Regions from separate parts of the Mus musculus genome. Here all the other regions are linked to region 1. A link is a contact called in public HiChIP or PLAC-seq and capture Hi-C data. All regions are on one chromosome and are shown on one strand. The core of a region is the stretch at or near the end of the contact, and the rest is flanking DNA. Distances in the headings are between cores, read along the strand shown. Region 1 overlaps Gm12506 (a long non-coding RNA gene). Region 2 has its middle 140 kb from the start of Gm34482. Region 3 has its middle 150 kb from the start of Gm34482.

The links. HiChIP or PLAC-seq counts read pairs in DNA pulled down with a chosen protein or histone mark. Capture Hi-C pulls out chosen DNA fragments and counts their contacts.
Region 2: a contact with region 1 is called in an H3K27ac HiChIP or PLAC-seq map of bone marrow-derived dendritic cells, with 4 times the contacts expected there. The contact joins two enhancer-like sites. A contact is called at or near these places in 2 of 484 Hi-C or Micro-C datasets (the C10 cell line and bone marrow-derived macrophages) and 2 of 115 datasets of contacts at active chromatin or transcription factors (bone marrow-derived dendritic cells and microglia).
Region 3: a contact with region 1 is called in a capture Hi-C map of bone marrow-derived macrophages, with 6 times the contacts expected there. The contact joins two enhancer-like sites. A contact is called at or near these places in 1 of 115 datasets of contacts at active chromatin or transcription factors (microglia) and 1 of 9 other capture datasets (bone marrow-derived macrophages).

What each region holds. Positions count from the first base shown.
Region 1 is chr4:55,620,759-55,625,359 of GRCm38.p6, reverse strand. All of the region lies in intron 4 of Gm12506 (a long non-coding RNA gene), which reads right to left. Among named protein-coding and RNA genes, the nearest start is that of Gm12511, 51 kb to the right of the region's middle. Within about 2 kb of position 1,834, at least 77 of the 459 cell types and tissues checked have an H3K27ac peak or open chromatin away from gene starts, as enhancers often do. A contact at or near this core is called in bone marrow-derived dendritic cells, bone marrow-derived macrophages and microglia, where this site is marked.
Region 2 is chr4:55,814,654-55,819,254 of GRCm38.p6, reverse strand. No RefSeq gene overlaps it. Among named protein-coding and RNA genes, the nearest start is that of Gm34482, 140 kb to the left of the region's middle. Within about 2 kb of position 2,059, at least 28 of the 459 cell types and tissues checked have an H3K27ac peak or open chromatin away from gene starts, as enhancers often do. A contact at or near this core is called in bone marrow-derived dendritic cells, bone marrow-derived macrophages and microglia, where this site is marked.
Region 3 is chr4:55,796,479-55,801,079 of GRCm38.p6, reverse strand. No RefSeq gene overlaps it. Among named protein-coding and RNA genes, the nearest start is that of Gm34482, 150 kb to the left of the region's middle. Within about 2 kb of position 2,774, at least 24 of the 459 cell types and tissues checked have an H3K27ac peak or open chromatin away from gene starts, as enhancers often do. A contact at or near this core is called in bone marrow-derived macrophages and microglia, where this site is marked.

The sequences.
Region 1 (4,601 bases), core at 585-3,084:
GGAAGGAAGGAAGGAAGGAAGGAAGGAAGGAAGGAAGGAAGGAAGGAAGGAAGGAAGGAAGGAAGGAAGGAAGGAAGGAAGGAAGAGAAGGAAAGAAACAGCGTAGGCCTATCGACCAAAAGGGAAAAAAAAAAACCAATGTTAAATGGCAGGTAAGAAAGAAGTAATTTATCGGGAGAATGATAGGAAGTCCATGGGTAAAAAACAGAATTTCATTTTCTCACCATACGAAGTAGGTGTGTAGTCTTCCCTTCCCCCAGTTCCTCCGTAAATAAGGGGCTAGTGCTATCTGTGAAATAATTTATGATCCGGTGTGCTCCATTGTAAATGGCTGCTGTGTTTGCCAGCTACACCCCTGAGCACACTGACCTTCGCAGGTGAGCTCTGTGTTTATAGCACAGAAAATTGTTTTACTGCTGAAGCCCAGGCAACTCATATACCGGACACCTGTCAGGAGGGAGAGGGGGATCAATCACTCTGTGCTTTCAGGAAGAGGGATCCGCAGAGGAACAAGGTACCCCTCGTGTGGCCTAGCCAGGTCAAACAAACTACTAAGTACACGGTCAAGTTTGGGCCGCAAGAGACATCCAAGTCCAGGGTGAGCCAACTCAACACTCCAGGCCGGGGACTGAAGGCCAGAAGGCAGTCTGGAGACTCGAGAAGTCTATCAGTTCTGCCAGAAACCAACAAGCTGGAGTCCGAGGCAAGCATGCAAATAATGCCAAGGACTAAGGTGGAATAACCTAGATATGCTGGGAAATATGGCAGGCCAGGAACAAAAGAAAGATGGCGGCAGGAGCCAAAGGTCCAAAGCTGCACATCCACCCTGAGGCAAAATGAGAGGTGTCTGCAGTGTACTCAAGAAACAAAGTATGTACTCAAAAATTGAGTGGAGTGGCAAGGGCAGGGCTGAGGTAAAAAAAAAAAAAAGCATTCGTTGCCTTTGACTGTACAGCTCAGTCTAAGGAGGAAACTGTCATTGTCATCACCATCATCATCATTATCATCATCCCCACCAATACCTCAGTATGTAGATTTCAGAGAGGTTTGGAGATGGAACAAACACCCCTAGTAGGATAATTACGGGGCTGGGGCTGTACCTCAGTGATAGAGATCACATCCATCAGGCTCTAAGTGTAAGCCCTAATACTTCCCTTTAAAAAAAAAAAAACAAGAGGCAGTGTTGAGAGGGAGATGGCTTAACAGGTCAAGCCTGACAGCCTGAGTTTGATCCCCAGAACCCACAGTAAAAGGAAAGTTGGTCTCTGACCTTTACATGAGCACGGGGCATGTGTACATTCACACCCACACGCATGAGTACACACTCAACAACAATAGAAAGCTTTGAAAGATTTAAAGAGAGATTTACTAAGCATCCACGTGGCTTCACGGACTCCCTTTTGCTAGTGAGGCAATCAAGTCTTCACCAGACATTTAACAGGGCCCCTGACTTAAAAACAAAACAAAAACAAACAAACAAACAAACAAAAAAAGCCTCTTGAATTTTGAACCACAAGATGAGGCCTACACCGACCGAGAACAGACAGAGGTATACAAAAGAGCAGAGATAAGGGCTAGATCTATCGCTTAGTGGTAGAGCACATGCCTCTCTTCCATGAGGCCTAAGGTTCAATTCCTTTCACTATTTAAAAAGAGAGAGAGAGAACAATACTATACTTGGAGGAGTCCTTTCCTTCACACAATGATGAAATCAAGGACAGGACACAGTTTCCTCACACGGAGGCCCTGGAAGAAGGCTTCTCTCTCGGCCCTAGGCCTAGTCAAATGAGGAAGAGTCAAATGGGCTGGCCTGCAGTTGCCCAACACCCTGGGCCTCTGGGGAGAAGGAAAGAGGAAGTTAGCCATTGTGTCCAGACCAAGTGAGAAGCTTAGTGCGTTCCATGCCTGGTGTTTTCAATTCTGGGCCTTTGAAGGACATTTTAATTTTTTAATTGAAAAAAAAATTACAGTTGATGATCTGCCAGTTCCTCACACACACAATTATCACTGAAGGCCAGACCCTCACCACCTTGTAAATAAACAATAAACTGAGAAGACCTGAAATCAGTGAGGTAGAGGTTTTTTCACCTGGGTCCCTGCTCCCCTGACTATGCTCACATCAACACTGATGAAGCCTCAGACGAGATCTTCACACCATAACCCAGAGTCTAACCCTGGGGCTAGAACATCCTGACACTTGTGGATATCATATCGACTTGTAGATCTGACTACTAAATAATGATACAGAGCATGAGGTAGCGTTCAGAAGTTTCTAGACCCCTTGCCTAGCACTTGCAAGCCTTGGGTGCTATCCCACTCTGCAGACACATTCATCTCTATAACAATGGAAGAAAGACTAGCAACAGGACATGCGAGAGAGAGAGAGAGAGAGAGAGAGGAGAGTCCAAAGTGGATGTGCCTTGGAATCCTAGCCAGCAGAGAGCTGAGTATTCTACTGGCAACAACAAGGCAAGGTGACATTGGCAAAGACCCTGAAGGTCCCAGAGCCAAGCCACATGCCACTCACTTCCAAGTCTCGCTGTTCTCCCATCCCCCGGGAGGGAAGTGTGCTATAAAAGAACACAGAGCACGGAAAGAGCTCTCCCCTGGCTTGTTCAAGACAGAAAGAAACAAACTGAAGTCAGGTTGATCTCTGGAGACTCCAGGTCTGTGGGCTGAAAACCCCCTGGTCTAAATTTACCCTGATCATTCACTACTGGGGCTGTGACAAGGCAGTTACTTAGTGAACATTTGCCAAATAAAACTCACCTAATAAACAAGGTGCATGTGGCTTTGGATGCAACCCAGGGAGTTATTACAACCCCTAAAGAAGGGAAACACTAACATCCAACCACTCATTCTTTACTCCATACATATTTGATGAGCATCTGTCATGTTGCAAACTATGTGTGACACACTAGGGAGAAAAAGCATGGGACATGCTAGACACGGTCTCCAACCCCCCCACAGGCTTACAAACCAGTAGGAAAGAATGAAGGTAAATTAAGAGACACCTAAGATAAGTATAGATTATAGTAATGCTATGAAGAAATAGGCAGGGGGTGGAGTAGAAGTTATTGGTGAGGGCCATTCGGCTGGACAGCCAGGGGAGCTTCCGAAAGGGGGTCTTTCAGGAGCTGAAGGGTGGGAAGAGGAAGTGCCATCCAGGCCAAAAAAAGGAACATGTGGCTAGACTAGGAAGGATTCAGGACAGAAAAGAAAGATGCGAGAGGGAAGACACAGTAGATATGGAGGTTAACTGTCTAAAGGTGCACATCGCTTTATGTTCTGCCAGTACAGCATTCTCCCTCCTTCTTTAGCAGCAGAATAACCTTTTTTTTAGACATGAGGCTTGATTAGTATTGATTCCTCTTCCCAGGACAGAGATGGGACACTAATCTATGCTTAGTTAATCAATCCCCACCTGCTCCCACCCACCCCCACGATCCCAACCATTCATGATAGCAAGTCCTCTTGTGCCTGGGCTGTCCACACACTTGATCAGGTCAACAAACAAGATCTCGCCTGCAACTGTTAATGGAGGTGTAGACTACAAGGAGGAGCCGTGCACAAGAACAGAGCCAGCTGATGGCCAAGCAGAGTTGAGGTGACCTCCGGCTCCTGTGTAAACCCTTCTTCTAGCTGTCCCTGGAGTTTTCATCTTCGTGAATGATTAAATCTCTCCTTTTTCTCCCTTTTCTCCACCAAACTAAAGACACTGTTTCTATGACAAAGACTTCAGACGTGCTGGCAGCTGGGTGACAAGAAGAGGACCAAGAATAGAGAAAAACCAATCAGGGAGCTAAAACGGGGGTGGAAGGGTAGAGAGGAGAGTCTGAGCATCTCTGAGCAGAACCCAGAGGGGGGAAGCAAATGCTTGCTCTAGCATGCTTGGTCTTCATACATGGTCCATACAGATCTCTAGCTGGCTTGGGGTGTGACACACCCATGCCTTAATGTATGTGTCTTCGCTGGTTTAGATCCCTCTAAAGGCCTGAATTATCCTCACCTTCTATCTCTCAGCTCATAAGCTCCTGTGTACAAATGACTTCCAGGAAATAGATCAGTGAGTTCCCTATTTACCTTCCTTCCCATTCCATCTTTGTATGACATGGTCATAGCCCACGATGTGTATGTGGGGAATATGGGTGACATCAATTTGCCATAAAGCATTGGAGTTGAGGTCTTCTAAAACTGGAGTTGCAGACAGTTGTGAGCTGTCATGAGGATTGGGAGAACTGAACTTGGGACCTCAGGAAGAGCAGTCAATGCTCTTAATCACTGAGCCATCTCTCCAGCCCGCCCATGATTATTTTTCACATCTGTGTCATTTTGGTCTCTCCCCGAGAAGTGTACACTTGAGGAAGCTAGGGCCCTGTGCCAATCTCCTTTCACCGAATACAGCTTGGCACATACAGGTACTTGGCAAGAATGTGTTAAAGAAATGCTTTCCCTACAAAGAACTGATAATAGTTTGAAGAAATAGGCATGTTTACCCAATGGTGCATGTGTATGCAGTAACATCACGTAGAGTCAGGTGTGGGGTACACACCTATAAATCCCAGCACTCAGGAGTCTAAGGCAAAAGGATCACAAGTTTG
Region 2 (4,601 bases), core at 810-3,309, 190 kb before region 1:
CATATTCAAATCTCAAATGTCCATTCTTCTTATGTGTACAAGTCTCTCGATCCCCGGAATTTTATAGGCAAAAGTGCACTAAAGAGTAAATGTCATGGTAACTACTTAAACGTCATCATTTTATGCCCAGCTGCAGGTATTTTTTCCTATAATTGCCTTGGTGACAATATAGAACAACTTATTTAAGAAAATAGGGGGACTGAGGAGATGGACTGGTCAGTAAAGCTCTTGCCATACAAGCATGATGAACCAAATTGTGCTCCCAGGATCCACATAAAAAGCTGAGTATGGGTGGCCCACATCTGCAATGCCTGTCATGAGAAGGTAGAGACAAAGGATCTCTGAGGCTTTCTGGCCAGCCAGCCTAGCTGAATTTGTGTGCTCAAGATGCAGCGAATGACCCTGTCTCAAAAATTAAGATAGTGTTCAAGAAAAAGTCCTGACATTGACTTCTGTCATCCAATTATGTATACACACATGCACACACATATATGCATACCTGTGCACACACATTAGAAATGATCTCAAACAGGGTTTTTTTTTTTTTGAAGGTATCTCTGAGTTGAGAGTGAAGAGCTACTGAGTTCTAAAGTGTTCTACTAGCCTCTTGTCAATCTTTGTCACAATTTAAATAAAATGAGTATGGTGTTCAATAAAGTTTCAATGGCTACTGTGACTGATTTCTATCATCCTCAACTTTGTGCACTTCAGAAGAGAAACAGAAACATGACAGAACTCCAATGTAGTCTATCATCTATAGAAGAAAAACAAAGGAAGTATCTGAAAGTGTCCAGCAGAAACACAGAATCTTTTAATAATGACAAGAGAACATTAGAGTAAACTCTAGGCTGTTATGAACAATTTTAAAACTCTAGAGTTTCCAGAGGAAACTCTTGAGATCCAATGTAAACAAAGTCCTTGTGTTATCTGTGTTGTTTCCATATATAAGAAGAGGAAATGTCATCACTGTGTCATGACTTCAAGCTTCGTCTTCCATTATCCTCTCTAGCCTAATATTTACTCAACTCTGGTCATGGCTTCCTATCCCTGAAACATACCTCAGGACTAAGCACACCCCTGCCTTTTCCCATTCTCACCTTTTGGGGTGCTTCACTGCCTTCCTCATCTAGAGAAGAGAGATCTTCAGAGACCCAGAATTCCTGAGACATCCCCTCCCCATAACATAGCTCACAGAATGCTCCATTATATTTGTTTGGAATGATTTTCTGTATTATCATTATTCACCTTCTGAATCCATCCAACCATCTGGTCAACCATTGCCTATCTACTGACAACAGACATATGTGGCAGTACAGTGTGCAACAGCAATGAACAAACAGAAGGGTAAATGGATTATGCTGTAAATTCTTAGACAGGAGAAGGGTATCTGGATTTGTGACTAAATGCTGGAAGATCTAATTGGGAGGTCCATATGGAATTGAAACGGGAAATTTTGCATGTATCATGTTTCTAGTCCATGGCAAACAGCCCACTCTGGAAGCCCCATGCCATGATTATAACCTAGCTGCTTATTCTCAGATCAGCACTTCCTTTCTCCATAGACTTATGCAACCTAGATGTGCAGATGCACACTTTGGCATGGGTGGCCCCATACCCTCTATAGGGATCTGAGTATACAAGGCAACCATGGGACTAGCCTCATCTGCGGTAGTGGCCAAACCAGGTGGCCTAAAGAGGAACAAAAAACTTCTGGAAGCATCCTCCCCAACCTCGCATGGATACTTCCTGATGGATGTAGGAATGCTTACATGTCTGCTTTTTGGCAAATAGCAAGTGTCACACTTGCCAAAGGGAGGTCTCTTCCCTGATCATTTTTGTCCTTTGGAGAGTAATCCCAATTCCAAAAACCCGCAGGAAAAGTAGTCCAACCTTTGGCTTTACCCAGCCTCTCTGCATTTCTGTTAGGAGAACTTTTATTTCCTCCTTGCTCCTCTATTTTGATAGCATTTACTTCCTCTATTTGCTGCCTCAATAGTCCAAGTCCCCCACACCCCCACATATCACTTCCACAGAGAAACAGCAGAGGCAAATGCACTACTTCTTTCTGCAGAGTTCTGCCCTGCTCTCTACCACCACTGGTAGCACCACTCACTCACACAGATGACCAGTTTCCTTGTCTCTCTGTCACCTTGGACTGTGAGGTCCAAAGGACCTTTGTCCCCTAAATAGAACCAGGTGTATTCCTTAGGTGTACACACACACACACACACACACACACACACATACACACACACACATTCATCACTTGAAATTTGGCTAGATCTGTGTGTTGAGCACATCTTGTTGTCTCATTTGAAGCTCTCTGGGAGATCAGAGATGAGAAAACCATACATTCTGCTGCTGTTAAAAGTCTGTATTCCAATGGAAGACTATTAAATGATAATCATTAAAAGGATAGGGGTGTGGGGGGGAAATGGAGGAGAATGGGGAAACTATTTCAGAGAAGCAGAAATAACAAGTAGTCAATCCTGGATCATCTTGTTGGGATCAGTTTAAACAACCCAAAATATACATAGACCTTGAGACTCAAGGTCATGCATGAGCTTCCAGTAGACCTAGGAAGAAAGAGCAGTTCTCACAACCCTTTCACGTAGCTTCTTGTTATTTGGTTCTCTGATAGCCAGCACAGTAGACATAACAGAGAAGTCATCTCCTAGCTGGATACTGAGCCCAACAAGTCTTTCCATAGACTTTCACCCTTTCTCTTTTGGAAAAGCCATCCTTAAGGAAATTCTGACCATTACTCTGGCTTCAGATCATTGTTCACTGTTCCCTCTGGTAGCTTCCAGAATCATCCTTCCCTCCAGATTCACTTCTGTCTATGATAAGCTCTCCTCTTCCTTCATGGGGCTGAGTGTACGCCAGGCACAGGCTGTTCAGCTTTGCTTGCTTCTGAGGGGCTCCCTGCCTAGATCCAGGGCTCCTGTCTCCCCACATCTCCCTGCATTGGCTTAGTATTACCCATGCTGATTCATGACTAGTTTTATCCAGTATGCATAGAATTCCAACTAGGACCAAAGGACCATCAGAAGCTACAGAGGGGCTGTCTGTGTGTATGTTGCAGGGAGGTACCTTGCCTCTTTTATCAGCCTGTGCGTTTCTTCCACAGAGCCACCCCAAGAGTGCTTCCCTACTCAAGGGGGCAGAAAGAAACCTGAAGTTCCTGGTGGGGGGGTGGCCACAAGTGCAGGAGGAACACTTTCTTCACTGGTATTTCAAGACTATTTCGCAATCACAGAAACCACCAGCCACATGCAATCACTGGCTGGAAAGAAGCAAGTGCGAGATTGGATTGAAGGAGCATGTGTGTGAGGGTACATGCATGTATATATGCACACACTCATATGTGTGTGCATATGCTATGTATGTCTTTGTGTGTACACTAGCATATTTATATGTGTGTGCATGTGTGCATATACCACAGGTGTGTGTGTGTGTGTGTGTGTGTGTGTGTGTGTGTGTGTGTGTGTGAATAGATATGAAGAGACTCCAAAGACAGTCAGCCAACAGAATTCTTTCTGATGCCAGTGTGTGCTCCAGCCAAAAAGATGTATTTGGGGTCAAAAAGAGAAAATTTCATTGAAGTCCAAAGCTTTAGTTAGATCATCAAATATGAAAAACAACAGTGTATATGCTGATATATTTGTAATTAATTTCCATTTCAGAATTACAATTCTCAACATGAATGAATGTCGTACAGGGCACATGGAAAAGTTTGAATTTTAGATATACAACCTATTTTAATGACTTTTTAAAAAATATTACTAATATGTGCTTTGTGTGTGTGGTTTCATGTATAGCATAGCACCTGCATGGAGGTTAGAGGATGACTTTGTAGTACGATTCCCACTTTTAGGTGGGATAGAATTTAGCTCACAAGGATTTCATATGCAATTTCATCTGAGTATGTGACTTAAGGTATTTTATTTATATTTATTTACCTTCTTTTTTGCAATGCTAGAGCCAAATGCCATCGCCTGCTGAAGCATCTCACAAGTCCACACAGCACATGAAAAGAACATCATGTTCCTAGTATAGTGTTGGATATACATATATGTAAAAAAAAGATGAAAAAGAAATTTATTTGATGTATAGCTGGAGTTCACATCATCTTGACGGGCTGTGCTTTGTGTGCTTACTAAGCCAGTGTCCAAGCCTCCCTCCAGCAACCATGAGCACTTCACTGCAGAACACTGGGGGAGTCTTCAGGTCTTCCTCAAACTTGCAGAGCCTGGAAGTTGATCTAGTCCAACGTCCTCATGTTACAGATATCGAAACTGAGCTAGAGAGGAAGTAACTTCAAGGTTGCACAGGGATTTGACGGTACAACCAGGACCCAAACCCACTCTCATCACCCCAGGAGACTTTTCCCAACATGCCAGTGGGGCCCTAATGAACACGAGATTTGACAGAGATCAACAGAAAGTTGTTCAGAATAAAATCAACTTTAAAACAACAACAACAAAAACAAAACAAACAAACAAAACAATGTAACCAAGACTCTTGGCTTATTCACTTGGAAATGGCAGTTTAAAAGTTGGGGTATCTAGTGCTAAAGATGTAGTTTTGTAGTAGAGTCA
Region 3 (4,601 bases), core at 1,525-4,024, 170 kb before region 1:
TCAAGTTGTGAGCTCCTACCTACTTTTCCATGCTCCCAATCATAATGGTCATGGACTCCCTTTGATCCCAAACCATAAGCCTAAATTAAATGCTTTCTATTATAGGTTGCCTTGGTCATGGATTTTTATCACAGCAATAAAAAATAACTAAGACACATGGTGTTTTGTAAAAGGGACACAACAGACTTGAAGGTCTATATATTTTATCACAAGTTTTTATCTGAAACTTGGAAACAAAGGCACTTCATAGGTATAACTTCGGTGGCGGTGCTGGGTGTTGCCTCCAAGGGACTTTCTAATGATAAGGCTATTTTCCACTCTGCAGAGGCCAAGGGGAACTAGTATGTTGTATTCTGAAACAGATTCAGCATTTCTGGCCTAGGAAGATGGCATAGTTCACACTACATCAGCTTCCACAGCTTTCAATAAAGTTGATGGCGAGTCTCCTCAGGCTGTGGCTTTCCTGGGACACTTGAGGCAGAAGGACTGCACTTAGCAGTTAAGCCTTGGTATAAAATCCACTGAACCCTTCCTTCCCCAGAGGTTGCAGAAGGTTCATTTATATAGTGCAAAATAAGAAGGAAGCGGCAAGCTGAATGTGGTGAATCAGGCATGTAATCTCAGTACTTGGGAAAGGTCGGCACCATCTTAAGGCCAGCCTGAACCATATGGAGAAAGGGAGAATGGAAAGAAGGGAGGGAGGGAGGGGGAGAGATGTCCAGAGGTATACAACACAGGTGATTCTAAATCCAGTCAAATTGACAGGGAGAATTCATTATTATGTGGAGGTTAGGGGGAAAATTAAGTTAACAAGAGTGGAAAACCTAGGTATTGTAAGCAGAAAGAAATTTCAGAGAACTAGACTTCTGCCTTCCATGATGAGAACATGATTAGAGCAACATGATTAAACATGTTTCATGACTTGAATAACACATCAGCAAATACAAGGAACACTCACAATCCCAGGAAAACATATATCTTTCATTCTGCTTCAGTCAGAGACAATAGTCTCTCAGTGTCTGAAGGCTGAAACCATCGACCTTTCCACAGATCCTCAATCCTTTGTATAAAACAGCACCATATTTGCATACAACCTACAAACCGCCTCCCGTATTTTTAAAAATCATCTCTAGATTACTTTTCCCATTTTCTTTTATTTTTGAGATAATATAATTACATCATCTCTCCATTCCCCTTTCCTCCCTCTAAATCTTCTTTGTTCTCTTTCAAGTCTATGACTTCTTTACTTTTAATATTTGGAATATAAATATCGTGCAATATAAATATTGTGTTTGAAGTAATTACACTGTCTGGGTAATAATTGCCAAGAAAAAGCTGTCTATATGTTCGCAGTGGATGTAATCTTTTTAAGTTTTTAACCTATAATTGGCTGAATCCATCCAAGTAGAATTCACACGTACAGATGCTGTGCAGAGAGATAACTGGGTTTATGTGTGCCCACTGGAACAATAGTGGCACAACTGTTATTGGTAAATAAACCCTTTTTGACTGGACTTGAGACCTGTTCTACAGGAGAAAATTTCATGCCTGGTACTGTAGAGAAAACCTCACAGGTAGGGAAGATGAGGCCAAGGGGTAAATTTGTTAATTTGCTAAGTGATCATTTTTTTATATTGTCTTTTACATATTTGTGTTTAAATGCATATTCCTAGCTGCTCTCAACCCTTGTCAGAGAAAGTGATTTCTATAATGGGAAGCAACCAGTGCAGAAAGATATAACTGATCAAATATTAACAATAAGCTTGATTTCTCAGGTACACATCGGGAATCTTTATCAGTCTATACATAATAAGGCTCAGAGAATATTAAATAAAAGGATGCAGAAGGGATGTAAAAGTCAGAGAATGGGAGGGAGTACTGGGAAATGCTGCCTTATGAATACAACATGGCTAGCTAACTCCTGAACTCACAGCAGCAATATTTACCAGACCTGCACAAGACCAAGCCAGCCAAAATCTAGCATAGATGGAGGAATTACTCTGTGGGCTCCATCCATTTCTCAGGAGCTAGTGATAACTGACAGCTGCTGTGAGAGCGAAAATCTTTTGGGGAGGAATAACCACTGGTATATTTCCCATGTTCCTGTTGGCAGCCCTACAATCATGTATATGTGAAAAGCATTAGTCAGACTTAGTGCGTTATCAGAGAAGGAGGAGAAGGAGGGGGAGGAACAGGAGGAGCAGAAGGAGGAGGAAAGTGAAGAGAGGAAGGGGTTTTAAAGAGAAAAAAAGAAAGAAAGAAAGAAAGAAAGAAAGAAAGAAAGGAAGGAAGGAAGGAAGGAAGGAAGGAAGGAAGGAAGGAAGGAAGGAAGGAGGAAGGAAGGAAGGAAGGAAGGAAGGAAGGAAGGAAGGAAGGAAGGAAGGAAGGAAGGAAAGAAAGAAAGAAAGAAAGAAAGAAAGAAAGAAAGAAAGAAAGAAAGAAAGAAAGAAAGAAAGAAAGTTAGGATGGTGGCATGTTTGAAGGACAGAGAGGGAGTTAGAAGTGATAAATAGGACATGGATATTATCATATTTTAATGTATATGCATCCACAAGAATGAAGAAAATCATTTCATTACAAGAGATTTGAACACGTGTGAGGCTAAGCCAGAATGCAGAAGTGACGAAGCAGAACGTTCATCATCTAAAAGCCCACAACCTCGAAGACTTTCTGAGGAAGCTAACAAGAGCAGATAAGAATGGGAGTGGGCACCCTGCTCATAGGAAAAAGAGCCCACCCATCGCCTGGGTCATAGACAGCTGCCCTCTCATGGGACACAAGGTCAGATGGTCACACCATTTCTCTGTTGCCTTTATCAGATACAAGAAGTCTCTCACAGGAGGAAGGGGTGAAAGTCACTAAAAATAAAGTGGTTTCTGATTTGGGAGCATTGCAACATTCTTCAGGGCATTTTAGGGAACAAGTCCCTTTGCTATGACAGGAAGAATTGAAAATCAGCACCCGTTGATGACTGGAGTGGCAAAATGTTTGAGGACTGAACCAAGCTTCCAGAAATCCTTCAGACATTGTTCCTTCCTAAATAGAACGTGGATCTTAATTTCCCTTTTTCCTTTTCTCTTCTTGCTTTAAATTTTCCAAGCCTCTCCCCTCTGTCCTTAACACACTGCAGGTGTTAAGAAGTCATTTGATCTGATTCCTTGGCCCCCTAGTCAATGGCACCACATCACCAGAAGTCAGGTCCAATGTCCCAACCCCTTTAAGACCTGCACATATTTTTCAAAAGCCCATGCTAGAAGTGGCAAGGCCTCCTAATTGTGCATTTCATAATCTCCCTGGGATTGCCCTATCCAAACTGACAAGTGTGTCTGTTCTTCAAAGCTCACATAGTTCTATCCTATATCTTTCTTCCCTCTGCTTTTTACAATTATGACTTGTGTGGATGCTCAACTCATTGTTACATCCCTACTTCCTGGTATGGTACAGCCAGCATGCAACAGTCCCGGATTGATGTAGGAATCTACCCAGCAGCAGCAGCCTTTATCAATACAGCCTTTATCATTGCTGAGCACCTAGTACACTCTCTATAGCTATTGGACAATTGGATGGACAGAAACACATCTGCCCCATGATGAACAAGTAGAGGAGACTGGATGACTCACTGCTCTTAGTTCTCTTTCTCTCTTCCCAGCTCCCCACAGCCTAGAGGAGCATTTGCACGTGTTTAGTACTAAGAACATATTGTAAAAGTATTTGGGCCAAGAACTCCCTGTATTATCTTTGTAAGTGGAATATTATCCTAAATTTGAAATTGAGTAAGAACTTAATTTGTTCTTCCTGTGAATGTAATCTTCTACTAGTCAGACACTAGAACTCTTGGGGGAGGGGGTGGGCAGTGCCTGTTTGTTTGTTTAGTTTTTATTGTTATTTCCATCAAAATCCCTGCTTTGTGTCTCAGTGGTAGAGCACTTTGCCTAGCATGCCCAGTGCCCTGTATTCAAGCCACAGCACTGGAGATAGAAAGGATAATTATGTACGGTGAGCCATTTGGTTTAGTTGGATTATCTATTTACTTTTTTGTTTGCTTAGAGGGAGTTGAGTTTAAGAAATACCTAACAGAGGGGAGATAGAACTGAAATACCTAACAAAGGGGAGATAGAACCTGTAGAGACCATATCCAATGGTTAGACATGGCCTCCAGTTGAGGGATGGGGCCACCCACCTATCTCAACTTAAAGTTTATCTCACTTTTTGTTCTTGATGGTGGTGGTAGTTGGGATGGTTGGTTGTTAGTATTGTTGTTGTTGTTGTTGTTGTTGTTGTTGTTGTAATTTAGAGATAGGGTCTCATTTTGTAGCCCATGATGGCTTTGAACTCAGTTTCCTGAGTGTGGAGATTAGAGATATGAACGACAGCACCAAGATAATTCTGTACATATCTGATACAATGCATAGAACAGCTATGTTAATGCTGAGGTATAAGGAGCAGTAGTCCCCTTGGAGAAATGCAGAGGAGCACTCAGAAATATTGAGCAGGTTCAAACCTGCATCGTCTGATCTTAGGATGCTACTCACCTTAAGAGTTCAAGTGTGGGAGGGAATGGGGGAGAACAGACAGTCAGGAATTTGAACAGAGGTGCATAG